Linked DNA regions of Sus scrofa: region 2 is linked to region 1. Evidence: chromatin contacts called from public promoter capture Hi-C data. All regions are on one chromosome and are shown on one strand. The core of a region is the stretch at or near the end of the contact, and the rest is flanking DNA. Distances in the headings are between cores, read along the strand shown.

The links. Promoter capture Hi-C pulls out the DNA fragments that hold promoters and counts their contacts.
Region 2: a contact with region 1 is called in a promoter capture Hi-C map of liver, with 2.8 times the contacts expected there. The contact joins the promoter of HNRNPA1 here to the promoter of ATP5G2 in region 1. A contact is called at or near these places in 1 of 5 promoter capture datasets (liver) and 1 of 2 datasets of contacts at active chromatin or transcription factors (alveolar macrophages).

The regions. Positions count from the first base shown.
Region 1 is chr5:18,877,710-18,884,328 of Sscrofa11.1, forward strand. It overlaps ATP5G2 (ATP synthase F(0) complex subunit C2, mitochondrial), which reads right to left and starts at 2,224. Exons shown (of 5, transcript XM_021091719.1): 1 at 1-2,224.
Region 2 is chr5:19,483,783-19,490,418 of Sscrofa11.1, forward strand. It overlaps HNRNPA1 (heterogeneous nuclear ribonucleoprotein A1), which reads left to right and starts at 1,395. Exons shown (of 9, transcript NM_001077218.1): 1 at 1,395-1,409; 2 at 1,955-2,071; 3 at 2,365-2,511; 4 at 2,642-2,852; 5 at 2,944-3,036; 6 at 3,122-3,214; 7 at 3,324-3,398; 8 at 4,345-4,500; 9 at 4,750-4,805. The coding sequence starts at 1,395. The coding sequence ends at 4,805. CBX5 (chromobox protein homolog 5) reads right to left here and starts at 745. Exons shown (of 5, transcript XM_021091740.1): 1 at 591-745.

The DNA of each region.
Region 1 (6,619 bases), core at 974-3,473:
AATCGTTTCTCGCAATCTTTTTTTCCTCTTGAGGACAGAATCTTGGGACTCTGAGTAAACCCTTGGACAGGAAAGCTGGCAGGTGGATACTATCCCATGCTGGCCCCACCGCACCATTTTGGGCCTGCTGCCTCTAACGGAAAACCTATTAGCCCACGACTCATATGTTTTTCCCATCTTCACCGCGGTGGAAGGACGAGAACAGGACTGGGAGATAACCACTGGTGCCAAAGAAACCAGGCTCTCTGTCCTGCCACAGCTCTCCCGGGACACAGCCTGAAGGGAGGGAATGTCTTGGCTGTTCTATTCCTTTCTACCGTTTCCACAGCTTACGTTTTAAATTGAGGGGTGTTGACTAAAAGGACTGGTGGCTCTAGCCGAGCCACTATTTCCATTGCTCGGCACCTGAGTTCAGGGGACCAAAATCTGGAGGTTACAGGATTAGGAAGGCACGATTGAGGATAAGAAAAAAAGCAAAGATAAGGAGAGTCCGGGCGTTGTGACAGCTCTGAAAGGGCACGAGGGAAAGAAAAGAGGGTTTGAAAAGATGAGCCCGGTCAGGTGAAAGGCGCACTGCGGCTCCGACTTTCGCCAGCTCCGAAGAGGCGCCCTCCCCCCGCCCCAGCCACGAGACGTCCAAGATGGCGCCAGGCCCGCGCGGTTGGAGGTCACCGGCACGCGGAAGGGGCCGTCCCAAGGCGCGGGGATACCGGCGGCAAGGGAGGGCATGAGGGCCGGGGCGGGAGCATGCAAGGGTAAGGGCCTCAGAGCATCCGCGCAAGGGGGGGAAGCCCACGCGCGTGCGCGGCGCAACGCGGGAACGAGGGCCCAAGGCCTTACCTGCTCCCAGGGCAGAGAAGACAGAGAGGGGCGGGGAGGGGGCGGGGATAGCGAAAGGAAGCCTCGGCGCATGTGCGGCCTGGACTAACGAGTCGCTCCACCAAGGATAGAGTGATAGCAACGTTGAGGGTCGGCCCAGGTGCCACAGCGCCGCCTGCCAGCTCTGTTGAGGCATCCGGCCAACCACTCCACCTGGCGTTTGAAAGGAGAAACTGCATGCGGAGACCAGCGAGTGCAGAAATGAGGGCAGCTGTAAGCGGATCCGCAACGTGGCCTGCGGTTTGTTCTGCACGGCGTTAGGGATCTTGGACTGGCTTCCCCTTTCTGAGCATGCGCAGTTACATTGCAAAAAACCAACCCCCCCAAAAAAAACCTACCCAGAATGTCAGTATTAAATAGCACACAATGGAGACCGAGGTTCAGTGTCTAAAATGTGGCAGGAAGAAAATAAAGTCACAGGATTCCTGCCTTCGGTCGTTGGGACCCTGGCTTTATGGATGGAAAACCCGTTCAAGGGGCAAGGAGTCCACAAAATGTTCCAGCTGCTTCTAGTGGCTTCGCCTTTATTTCCCTCTTTCTTTTTTCAGTGATCAGCTATTAGAAAGCCAGCATCTGCGAACCAGAAAATAGGGGCTAAAGGTGATTAGGACTCAAGCGCCCTGATCTTAAACCTTCTTTCCTGAGTCCTGCAACAGTCAAAGAGTAACGGGCACCAGTGACCTGCAGTGAGATTGCAAGGGTCACCCCAGGCATGGCTGTGCCTCTGCCCAGGCTTCATCTACGCGAGATGAGATAAGCAGTGCCCCCAGGAGGTGCTCTCAAGAAAGCCTTTCGGCTTCTCCCTCGTGCCCTTTCGCTTGTCCTTTCCCCGATGGTAGGAAGTATGGGCTTCCCGGCCCTCACCTCTTCTGGGTTTTCCTGTCTCCCCGACAGGGTCTGACCGGCCCCTTTGGGGGGAGATCAGCAAGGCCTACCCATTTCCCCCCATGCCCAACCCCGGCCGTCCAGACATCGTGCTTGAACGCAGCACGAGAAAGACGGGGAAAGCTCACCAAACCCCCATAAAAAATAAAAAATAAAAAGAAAGCCGCGGCTGTAAATAAAGCCAAATCCGCCACCCTCTGAGGGGCCGTTTGTCCTCCCCTCCTTGGCCCCGTCCTTCCCGCCGCCCCCTCCCGGCTCCCGGGCCCCGCGGCGCCCCGGCCCCGAGCTCCTCCATTTAATCGGATTTGGGAGAAGGGGAGGATAAATCACGGCAGCAGCTTTACGGTCCCGGAGGAGAGGCGAGCCGCAGCCAGGCACACCCCGGCCGGCGATAAAAACCGCCGCTGAAAGCCCACGGAGCAATTTCCCGGGACCCCGAGCGACGCCATTACAGGAATGTAATTTTGCCCGGATGAGGCCCCGAGTTTAATTATCCTCGCGGAGGAATTTCAATGCGGCCAATCCATCTTGCAGGCGGGCGGCAGAGGGATTTATATGGGCCCGTTATTTCACACCGATCCTCCATCTGCATTTTTATGGCCCTGAGCTCCTGAAAGGGAGGGGAAGGAGTGGAGAGAAATCGGAGAAGCGGGCGAGGAGAGGAGGGTGGGCGATTTCCCGCCTTTCCCAAATCCACGATCCCAGCTCGATGAGGATTCTCACAGGTTCCCCCGAAATGCCCAGATCGCCCTTCAGTTCTAGGTGTTCACTTGGGGTGGGGATGGAGGCGGGGGGAGGTGAGGAATGGAGCTGGGATCCTTACGAAAATAGCAACAGGTATTTACCAAGTACCAAGAGGTGCCAGGCTACAGTGTAAGATGCTTAGAGGAGAAAAGAAAGACAGGTAGGCAAGGATATCCTCTGAAGTCCCCAGACACCCCCACCGCGCCACGCAACCTCGGAGACAAAAAGTCTACAGTTCTTGAGACTCCACGACTAACCGGTTGGTGCAGCTGTTTGTTGAGACAATGTAGATCCTTCTCGGATATCTCTAACTATCCCAAAGTTGGATTGGAGAAGGCACCCTTGAGGGAGCTAAAGCTGGCTCCTTGGATAAGTTGTCATAGTCTGCAATGTTGAATTCTCTATTACCCCCATTCAATGCTGGGCTCTAGATCCACACATTTGGGTTCCCAAATCTGTGTGACCTCAGGCAATGGGTTTAACCCCACTATATCGATTTTCCTTTATGTAACTGGGAATAATAATAGTGCTTACTGGGCAGCAAATAGTAGAATAATATATGTGAAGCCTGGGAGTACCCATTGTGGCTCAGCAGTAAAGAACCTGACTTGTATCCAAGAGGCTGTGGGTTCGATCCCTGGCCTCGCTTAGTAGGTTCAGGATCCCGCATTGCAGTGAGCTTCGGTGTAGGTGGCAGACTGGCTGGGATCATGCATGGCTGTGGCTGTGGCTGTGGCCAGCAGCTGCACTCCCATTTGACCCCTAGTCTGGTAACTTCCTTATGCTGCACGTGCTGCCCTAAAAGGCAAAAAAAAAAAAAGTGAAACTTTTAGCAAGGTGCTTGGAACTCAGTAAGAGCTTAAATAAGTGCTAGTAATAGTAATAATAATGGTTATTTTGGTGTTAGTAGTAGTAGTAATATATTTGGGAGGATTGCAACTCAGTTCTGCTCTGCTCCCTAGAGACTTTATTGCAAGCTCCTTGCAATGGTATCTCCTGAGAGACTCAACTATCACTTACTGAATTTTTTCACCTACATAAATCACACATAAGTTATTTAACAGGTTAGTGGGTGGAGATCTGTGGGGAGGGCTAAGAATCCTGGGGGCTATTGTTATCAGGTCTGAAGCCAGAGGTTAAATCGATAGGGGTGAGACTGCAAAATGTAGTTGAGGTCTGTGCGGAGGGGAGAATTTAAAGATAGCAGAATATGATGATCCAAGAGGACATTATCTAAGGGTCTCTTCTTAACCAAGAGCTTGGGCAAGGGTCTGTTCTTTACTTCACTAATGGAAAACGGCTCCAGGAAGGAAAGGGTGTGGAGCCAGAACTATATTTTCCAATCACTTCCTTTTTTTTCCTACCAGACCATGTAGCAAGGTTGGCCTGATTGGCCAGTTCTTCTAATGACTGTGAGTGGCGGATTCTGACTGGGTAGCAGTCTCCCTGCACGGTGGTGACGAAAAAATGAGATTGATCTTTTCTTTCTTAGGATTGGTTAACAATCCTCCGAGGGGCTAGAGACTCATTTTAATTGACTGGATAGGCTAGGAGGGAGGTCCAACACCTCTCATATAGAAATTCTGAGAGTTCTTTTCCACAAAGGTCACCAAGACAGAGTCTTGATGGGCTTTATGCATGTTTGCCTTTGGACTGGAAACACAATTGCTTAGGAAGAAAAGTCAAGAGAATTCTGCAGGCGTACCACCGTTCAATTTGAAACCCAAACACAGAGAGGGATTAAAGAGGGAAACAGAAGAGTGATAAAAAGAGAGAGCGAGAGAAACTGTGACACAGAAATACAAAGGGGAAAAAAAAGTGCCAGAGAGAAGAGGAAGGGTTCGAATAATTTGTTTTTCATTCCCAGTGGCTTAAGATGAGGCTACTTTATGATGCATTTTGCTAGATGCACATGTTGGCAGCGTGGGGCATGGAAAGAACAGCTGTCTTGGAGGCAGGAGACTGGGAATCTGGTCCCAGCCCTGCTAGTAACTAGCCAAGTAATGCAGGCTCCTACATCTCTCAAAGCTTCAGTGACTTCATTTGGAAAAATCAGAAGTAGGTGATCCCTAAGTTCATTATTAACTTGCTAGGATTCTCTTTCTTTCTGATAAACAGGCAGTGTGTATAGTTGAACTGGTATTTTTGTACTACCGATAAGGACTATTCTTGGGTCTTGTGCTCCTCTATTTATTTATGATTTGTGTGTGTCTGTGTGTGTGTTTTGCTTTTTTTTGCTTTTTAGGGCCACACTCAAGGCCTGTGGAGGTTCCCAGGCTAGGGGTCCAATCAGAGCTACAGCTGCCGGCCTACAAAACAGCCACAGCAACGAAGGATCTGAGCCATGTCTATGACCTACACCACAGCTCACCGCAATGCCAGATCCTTAAACCACTGAGCAAGGCCAGGGATCGAACCTGCGACCTCATGGTTCCTAGGCAGATTCCTTTCCACTGTGCCACCACGAGAACTTGTTTATTTATGATTGTTAAATTCAAGCTTCTGGGGCTGGTGAGCACTGACTGAGGGATGTTCTTTTCTTTCTTTCTACTTTTTTTGGACCACAGCATGCAGCAGCTTGATGTGGGATCTCAGTTCCCTGATTAGGGATTGAACCCAGGCCATAGCTATGAAAGTGCCAAGTCCTAACCACTAGTCCACCAGGCAACTCCCCTGACTGAAGGACTGTCTACATTCTCTTGCTAAATCAGTTCCCAGGACAGCAGGACTGTGAGCCATCAGTAAACCTCCCTCCTCCTGGAGAAAGAAAACAGTAGATGGAAGAAGGAAAAGGGTCATTAGAATCCAGGATTCCAAGAGAGGGATCAGCGGGAGGGTGGGTGACAGAAGGATGGTCAAACAAAGTTTTTGCTGGGAAGAACCCAAGTTCCTTTGATTTTGTAAGACAAATTTGTACATGCCCTACATATTTACCCAGAAACAGTATGAACAGATTTGGTCCCTGCCATTTCTTGGCTCCCAAGCCAAGGAACACACAGACAAAAAAGAAAATAAAAGTCCTTGTGATATATTGTGAAGAGCTAAGTTCAGCAAGTTAGAGATCTGAATCTAGCTTTGGGACCTATTACTAATTAATTATGTGACTTTGAGTGAGTAAATCACTTGACCTCTCTCGACTTCGGTTTTCTCGACTGCAAATGGTAGGAAAATGCTGGATGATGATTAAATTCTCTTTCAGTTTAAATATAAATGGCATAAATCTATTCTTCCTGGATGGCCCTTGTCTCTTGCAACTTCAAGTAATTGGCTAATATTAACTGAGCATCTACTATGTGTGATGTGTTACACTACATATTGTGAATGGGAATAAAAAAGGAAGCGCAGGAGTTCCCATTGTGGCTCAGCGGGTTAGGAACCCAACATAGTGTTGTGAGGATGGGGCTTTGATTCCCTGGCCGCACTCAGTGGGTTAAAGCTCCGGTGTTGCTGCAATCTGTGGGGGTAAGTTGCAGATTTGGCTCGGATTCTATGTTGCTGTGGCTGTGGCGTAGACTGGCAGCTGCAGCTCTGATTCAATCCCTAGCTGTATCAGAACGTCCATATGCCACAGGTGTGGCCATAAAAAGAAAAAAGAAGAAAAAAAAAAAAAAGGTTACGTGGGTTATAGGAGTTGAGGAGGCAACATGACTTCCAGCTAGAATGATCAAGGGGGCACCATGATTGAAAATTAGTTTTTTTTTTCTATTAAAAAAAACCCTCAAATATTTGAATCACATAAGAGAATGCAATTAATGCATGTCATTTATTCAACAGATTTTTTTTTTTTTTGAGATCGTACTGTGTGCCAGATGCTGTTCTAGGTGTTGGAAACACAAATGTGAACAAAATAAGATAAAAATCCTTGCCTCAGGAGTTCCCTGGTGGCTCAGTGGAGTAAGGATCTGGCATTGTCACTGCTGTGGCTCTGGTTAAAGCTGTGGCACTGGTTCTGTCTCTAGCCTGGCAATTTTTGTATGCCACAGGCACAGCAAAAAAAAAATATGAAGCATGATAATGGTTTAATGGACATCCATTAAACACCCCCCAGCTTAAGAAGCAAAAAAAAAAAAAAACTTACTAAGACCACCCAGGGGCCCCACATGTGTCCCTC
Region 2 (6,636 bases), core at 145-2,644, 610 kb after region 1:
TGGCACGGAGGCCCACAGGTTTTGTTAAAGTCATTGTGAATAAAATAGCCCCTACGCGCCATCACAGGCATTGAATCCCCTTCCTCGCATCCCCAAATCTAAGACCTCCCTCTTTTGGAGCGCTGATTGGACGAACAGCCTGAGCGCTTTCCAGAGGCTGCTCGCCTACTGGCTCCCGATTTGGTCCATCCACCTAACCGCCCAACTCCCGCATCCCCCATTGGAGTCAAATCGTGGCCTCTTGGAGGAGCCCAACCTACCGCGCGCTTCGTGCTCATTGGCTCAGTGAGATGCTGCTCAGGAGGAGAAAGCCCGCCTCCCACATACCGATGGCCCAAGGACCGATGAGTCGGCAGCTAAGGACAGCCCCAATTGGCCTATACACTCGCCAGTCAAACTCTTCCGCTGCAAAGCTCCACAGAACCTACGGGGATAAAACATCCCGCCCCCGTTCTTCCATTGGTTGGCCGATCTCACCGCTCCCCCTTCACGAGCCCCCACCCCGAGGTCCATTCATTTCACACAATAACGGGCCCAGTTGGAGTCAGTTCAAGACCTCGTATGGGTAGGCAAGATGGTCCGCCACTTACCGGGGGTCGAGACCGATCACTCACGCTAACGCCTCGCCTGTTCCTCTGTGGTGCGGCCGGACCACAAGCCACCGCCGCCGCCGCCTTCTGCGCAACGCCAACCGCCCGCCAAAACGGATCCTTCCCTGCGCCTGCGCGACCAATCCTGGGACCCGACCCTTTCCCCGCCCATTACGCCTGCGCAAAAGGGGGCACAACTCCCGCCACTACGCAGGCGCCTTAGGTTCGCCGCTGTCTCCTGCCCGCCATTTCACGTGTTGCAAGCTCCGGGCGGAACTTCTTAGCGCGCCTGCGTAAACTCGCCATTTTACTACACATGCGCTCAGCAGGCGATCTTGCCCCCGCCCCCGTTCCGCCAAATTGTCACATGCTAGCTACTTTTTTGATACATAGTATTAAAAATGCTTTGACACAGGCGTTGAATATTCCGGACATAGCTAATTAAAAAGTTATCTCAATACCCGAAATAATTCAAATATGAATCATTGGTTGACCAGCCAATCAGTCTAGTTAAGAATAATATTACTTAGGAACCAATGGACCGGGAGGGGTTGAGACTGCGTAGAACGCCCAAACGGATGACGTTACACAGCAACGCATACGAGAGACCAATAGTGGGGGAAAGCTATGTCAAATATCCAATCAGAGCTACTCAGGGGCGGAGTCTACCAATGCCGAACGCGAGGAGGCGGGATAAAAAAGCGAGGCCGAAGGTAGGCTGGCAGACTCGTTCGTTAGATTACTCCTTTCTGCCCCCGGACGCCGCCGAGTAAGCATCGTTGTAACCTCCTCCCCACTACCGTCATGTCTAAGTCAGAGGTGAGTGAGACTCTTTTTTCATCTGCGTTTTCTTCTTCGCCGCTTGCTGAGTTTGGTAGGGTGCAGTCTGGTTTGGCTGCTTGCACCAGCCTTTTCGGCAGTTCTTCGGTCGCTGCCGGGGCCTACCCCTCCCTGAGTTCAGGTCGCCATTTTGTCCTCGTCGCCATGAGGCTGTCGTCGTGCAATCCTTGGTTATCACGCTGCTCTCGTTCTTTTTTGCAATGCTCGTGGACACATTCGGTCTGTTTTTCATCCTTGTCCTAGTGGACGACTTTCTTAAAGAGTAGCTGTAGTCCAATTTTGGCGATGCACGCCCTCCCAGTCCTTTTGTTGCGCGTGCGTCGTAGGGAGAGTAAGGGGCGCATGCGCTCGCCGCTTCCCAGCCCCCAACATACCGCCTCCCCAGATGGGGAGAAGCACGTGGCTTACAGCGACCCGAGGGAACAATAAAAGCTTCGTACGTTGCTACCTGGTGTTGCTTCTTGTAGCGGGGAGCTTGTTTGCGTTATAGCCCTATTTAACGCTTTTTTTGCCCCTACTTCTAGTCTCCCAAAGAGCCCGAACAGCTGCGGAAGCTCTTCATCGGAGGTTTGAGCTTTGAAACAACCGATGAGAGTCTGAGGAGCCATTTTGAGCAATGGGGAACGCTCACAGACTGTGTGGTAAGACTTGGAAGAGACAAAAGGCCTTAGAGCTAGTTGTTTTTCTTGGCTTATCTCGCTGTCGTTGCTGTTTGAATGCTTATGAAGATTCCTATTGACTTTATAGCTTACTTGACAAAGGAAGGTGTGGCTTCATAGCTGAAAAGCTCCCAATTGTTAGGTTTAAGGGGTGGGGGCGGTGGTCATTGAAGAGCTTCGTTTAGAGGGTTGGTAGAAAGTTTTCCATTGCCTTAGTCAAGGTAGAAAAGGCTGTAACTTCTGGTGTCTTACCATGTGCTAAATAAACATTAAAGGTAATGAGGGACCCAAACACCAAGCGCTCCAGAGGTTTCGGGTTTGTCACGTATGCCACTGTGGAGGAGGTGGATGCAGCCATGAATGCAAGGCCGCACAAGGTGGATGGAAGAGTTGTGGAACCAAAGAGGGCCGTCTCAAGAGAAGTAAGTGATGTTTTTCTTGTGTTTCATCGACTGGAAATGTTCGATTAGCAGGATTCACTCACATTAAGGGGATGTAACAGACTTAGTATTAACATGGTCTTAGGATTGTTACTATTTTCTCCCCCTTTAGGATTCTCAAAGACCTGGTGCCCACTTAACTGTGAAAAAGATTTTTGTTGGTGGCATTAAAGAAGACACTGAAGAACATCACCTAAGAGATTATTTTGAACAGTATGGGAAAATCGAAGTGATTGAAATCATGACGGACAGGGGCAGTGGCAAAAAGAGAGGTTTTGCTTTTGTAACTTTTGATGACCATGACTCCGTAGACAAGATTGTCAGTAAGTAGCAGGTGGTTGGCATTCGCTAAGAGTTCTGAAATCCATTTGTGTCCTAAACTCTGAGATGGTGTCTTACTTTCAAATTTTTCAGTTCAGAAATACCACACTGTGAATGGCCACAACTGTGAAGTGAGGAAAGCCCTATCCAAGCAAGAGATGGCTAGTGCTTCATCCAGCCAAAGAGGTGAGTTTGTTGCTTAATTAAACCTTAAGCATCATTTTGAATGATTTTAACCGGTACAATTTAACGTTAACATTTTTTTCTTCAGGTCGAAGTGGTTCTGGAAACTTTGGTGGTGGTCGTGGAGGTGGTTTTGGTGGAAATGACAACTTTGGTCGTGGGGGAAACTTTAGTGGTCGAGGTATGTATGGTTTTTTATTATTTTAACGCTTCTTAGAATTTAGGCTTAGAAGGGTGTGATTTGTATGCGATCCACATACTTCAAACCTGGCTTTTAAATTCTGTTCCAGGTGGCTTTGGTGGCAGTCGTGGTGGTGGTGGATATGGTGGCAGTGGGGATGGCTATAATGGATTTGGTAATGACGGTAAGTTTTTTTGTTTTTACTGTTAAAATTTTGTGTGTGCGTGTGTGGGTTTTTTTAGTTCGTTTTGTTGTTGGATTTTTTTGTTTTTTAAGAAACTACAGGTAAAAAGTTTGACTACTTTTAGAATAGGCTAGTAGATACTAAAACTTTAGTGCATGATAAGTTCAAGTTTGACTCTTACAGCATGTTGTGAGCCGGCCTTTAGCCATCATGCTTGCACAGAATTTGAATGTTGAATACTTGTGTCTTATTGAGAAGAATTGTATTCTTGTAGGTGGTTATGGAGGAGGCGGCCCTGGTTACTCTGGAGGAAGCAGAGGCTATGGAAGTGGTGGACAGGGTTATGGAAACCAGGGCAGTGGCTATGGCGGGAGTGGCAGCTATGACAGCTATAACAACGGAGGAGGCGGAGGCGGCTTTGGCGGTGGTAGTGGTAGGTATCCAGTGATCCAAGTACTTGGTGCAAATAGCTAGCTTAGCCATATGGGAACTTGATGCTCTCTAGGCATAATGTGTTTTACTGCATGGTACTTTCTTTTAATGGGCTTGCAATGCTACCTCCTCCTAGCTTTAAGCTGGGGCCGCCTCACTCCCAAATAGATTAAGGGGGATAGTGGTGCCTACAGTTAATCGGGATTAGGTTAGCTTTTATTTAGGCACTTAGTTGATGTATCCAGCATGTGTTTGCGGTGCCCCTGGATGGGTAACAACAGCCTTCGAGGCTAGAGACTATACTACTTGCTCTACCATGGTGAGTCAGGGGTAAATTTCTAGCTACTGGATTATTCAACTGAATGCCTTGCCCAGAAGGAATGAAATATGTAATTAAACTTTGAAACAACCAGAGTTTGGGAGAAAGGCAGGTAGATCATGTAATCATTTGCTCTGAACACTAGAATTTATCATTTTCCCAAGTAACAGGTAAAGGCCTCTTTTCTATTCTTAGGAAGCAATTTTGGAGGTGGCGGAAGCTACAATGATTTTGGCAATTACAACAATCAATCTTCAAATTTTGGACCCATGAAAGGAGGAAATTTTGGAGGCAGAAGTTCTGGCCCTTATGGTGGTGGAGGCCAATACTTTGCCAAACCACGAAACCAAGGTATAGTATATATGTGGTATTCGGAGGGTAAATGAGCTTTGATAAAGGGAAACATTTGATCTTTAGGCAGTTCTTAGACAGCAAAAAGTTAACAGCTTAAAACTTTGAATTGTAAGTGACTGGTAGCTTGTTGAATTGGGGAAACCATACGGGCCCAAACTTTGTGAATTTGAATTTTATCATCCCAAATATAAAAGCATTATGTATTGTTGGTATTTCTAAAGCTTAAGGGAACAAATTTGTTCGTAGGTGGCTATGGCGGTTCCAGCAGCAGCAGTAGCTATGGCAGTGGCAGAAGGTTTTAATTATTACTGCCAGGTAAGTGAACACCTTTTTGTGCTTTTACTTAACTTTTTTTAAAATTGATAATGAACCCAGTAACCCTAATGTAGCTGAGCAGTGCAACATACTTAACATTAAAATTGCAGTAAAATTGTGGATGTTAAGTTAATATTCAGATCAGCAAAATTTGTGGGAAAGAAAACTTGCTATTGGATTGTAGCCTTGAGTCTTAATATGTTTAGATTAACAACTTTATTCCATATTGTTCAACAGGAAACAAAGCTTAGCAGGAGAGGAGAGCCAGAGAAGTGACAGGGAAGCTACAGGTTACAACAGATTTGTGAACTCAGCCAAGCACAGTGGTGGCAGGGCCTAGCTGCTACAAAGAAGACATGTTTTAGACAATACTCATGTGTATGGGCAAAAAAACTCGAGGACTGTATTTGTGACTAATTGTATAACAGGTTATTTTAGTTTCTGTTCTGTGGAAAGTGTAAAGCATTCCAACAAAGGGTTTTAATGTAGATTTTTTTTTTTTTTTTTTTTTTTGCACCCATGCTGTTGATTGCTAAATGTAATAGTCTGATCATGACGCTGAATAAATGTGTCTTTTTTTAAATGTGCTGTGTAAAGTTAGTCTACTCTGAAGCCATTTTGGTAAATTACCCCAACAGTGTGAAGTTAGAATACCTTCAGGGTGATGCCAGGTTCCATTTGAAATTTACAACCTGCTTGGGTGGAGAAGCCCTTGTCTTCAGAAACCTTGGTGTAGTTGAACTGACAGTTAACTGTGTTGTGACCTGGAGTTCACCCTTAAAGGGGCCACCCAAGCAAAGTCATGGAGGTTTTTTTTGGTTATTAATATGATTGTTGGCACATCCTATGCAATATATCTAAATTGAATTATGGTACCAGATAAAGTTATAGATGAGAATGAAGCTTGTGTATCATCCATTATCATGTGTAATCAATAAACGATTTAATACCCTCTTGAATGGAATGGCAACTGTATGGATTTGGGACTGGCAGAGCTTTGGACTTTCCCTACCCGCTACCCCTAATAATGTTGAATGCTTCTATCACAATTCAAGTTCAAAACTCTGCCAGAGAGTAGAAACCAGCTGCTGGTTAATGCCACCCCGTAAATCCACAAATTAGAAGTTTTGGGGAGACCTTTTTAAACTGACCAGTACCAGTAAGAATTTTACGTTTAACACCAAAACAGTCATTAAAGGAAAACTGCAGTTTTTGTTCTGATTGGGTGGGTCTTTATAGAGGTTTATGGATTGACCGTACTAGTTAATTATATGGAAATTAAAATTGCAGAAGTGGTGAGGAACTGTATTATGCTTATATTCATGCTGACTGCAGTTTTCCTTTAAATGTGGCACAAGATCACACAACCACCCTAAAATGTTGATTGTATATAGAAAATGATTTCTAAATCTTTATAAGAGTTTACTTAATATCAAATCATTGTTATTTGTATATAGCTTCCTTTGAGCCCTCCCCTTTGGTGCCCTCAATTTCAGTGCCATTGTACCCAGTAGCCTAGAGATATGTTTATCGCTATAGGACTATGTATTCCATTCCATGGGTGTGTGACTTGGAAGTTTGGGAGGGGGTGGGTGGGGTTGTGTGGGAGGTGGAGGTGGGTGGGAAATGGAAAACATGGATAATAGTTCCATGGGCTTGATACTACTGGCTGAGTTTGCAATGGCAGGTGGAACCTTAACTATTGAGGGAGTTTGCAGATACCTCAGGATTCGTGACAATGCCTTTAAAGATCCAGGAGAGATGTTCAGCTACTAGGAACTGCTAGCAAGTATAGCGCGAATGGCTCCGAGCTCAGAC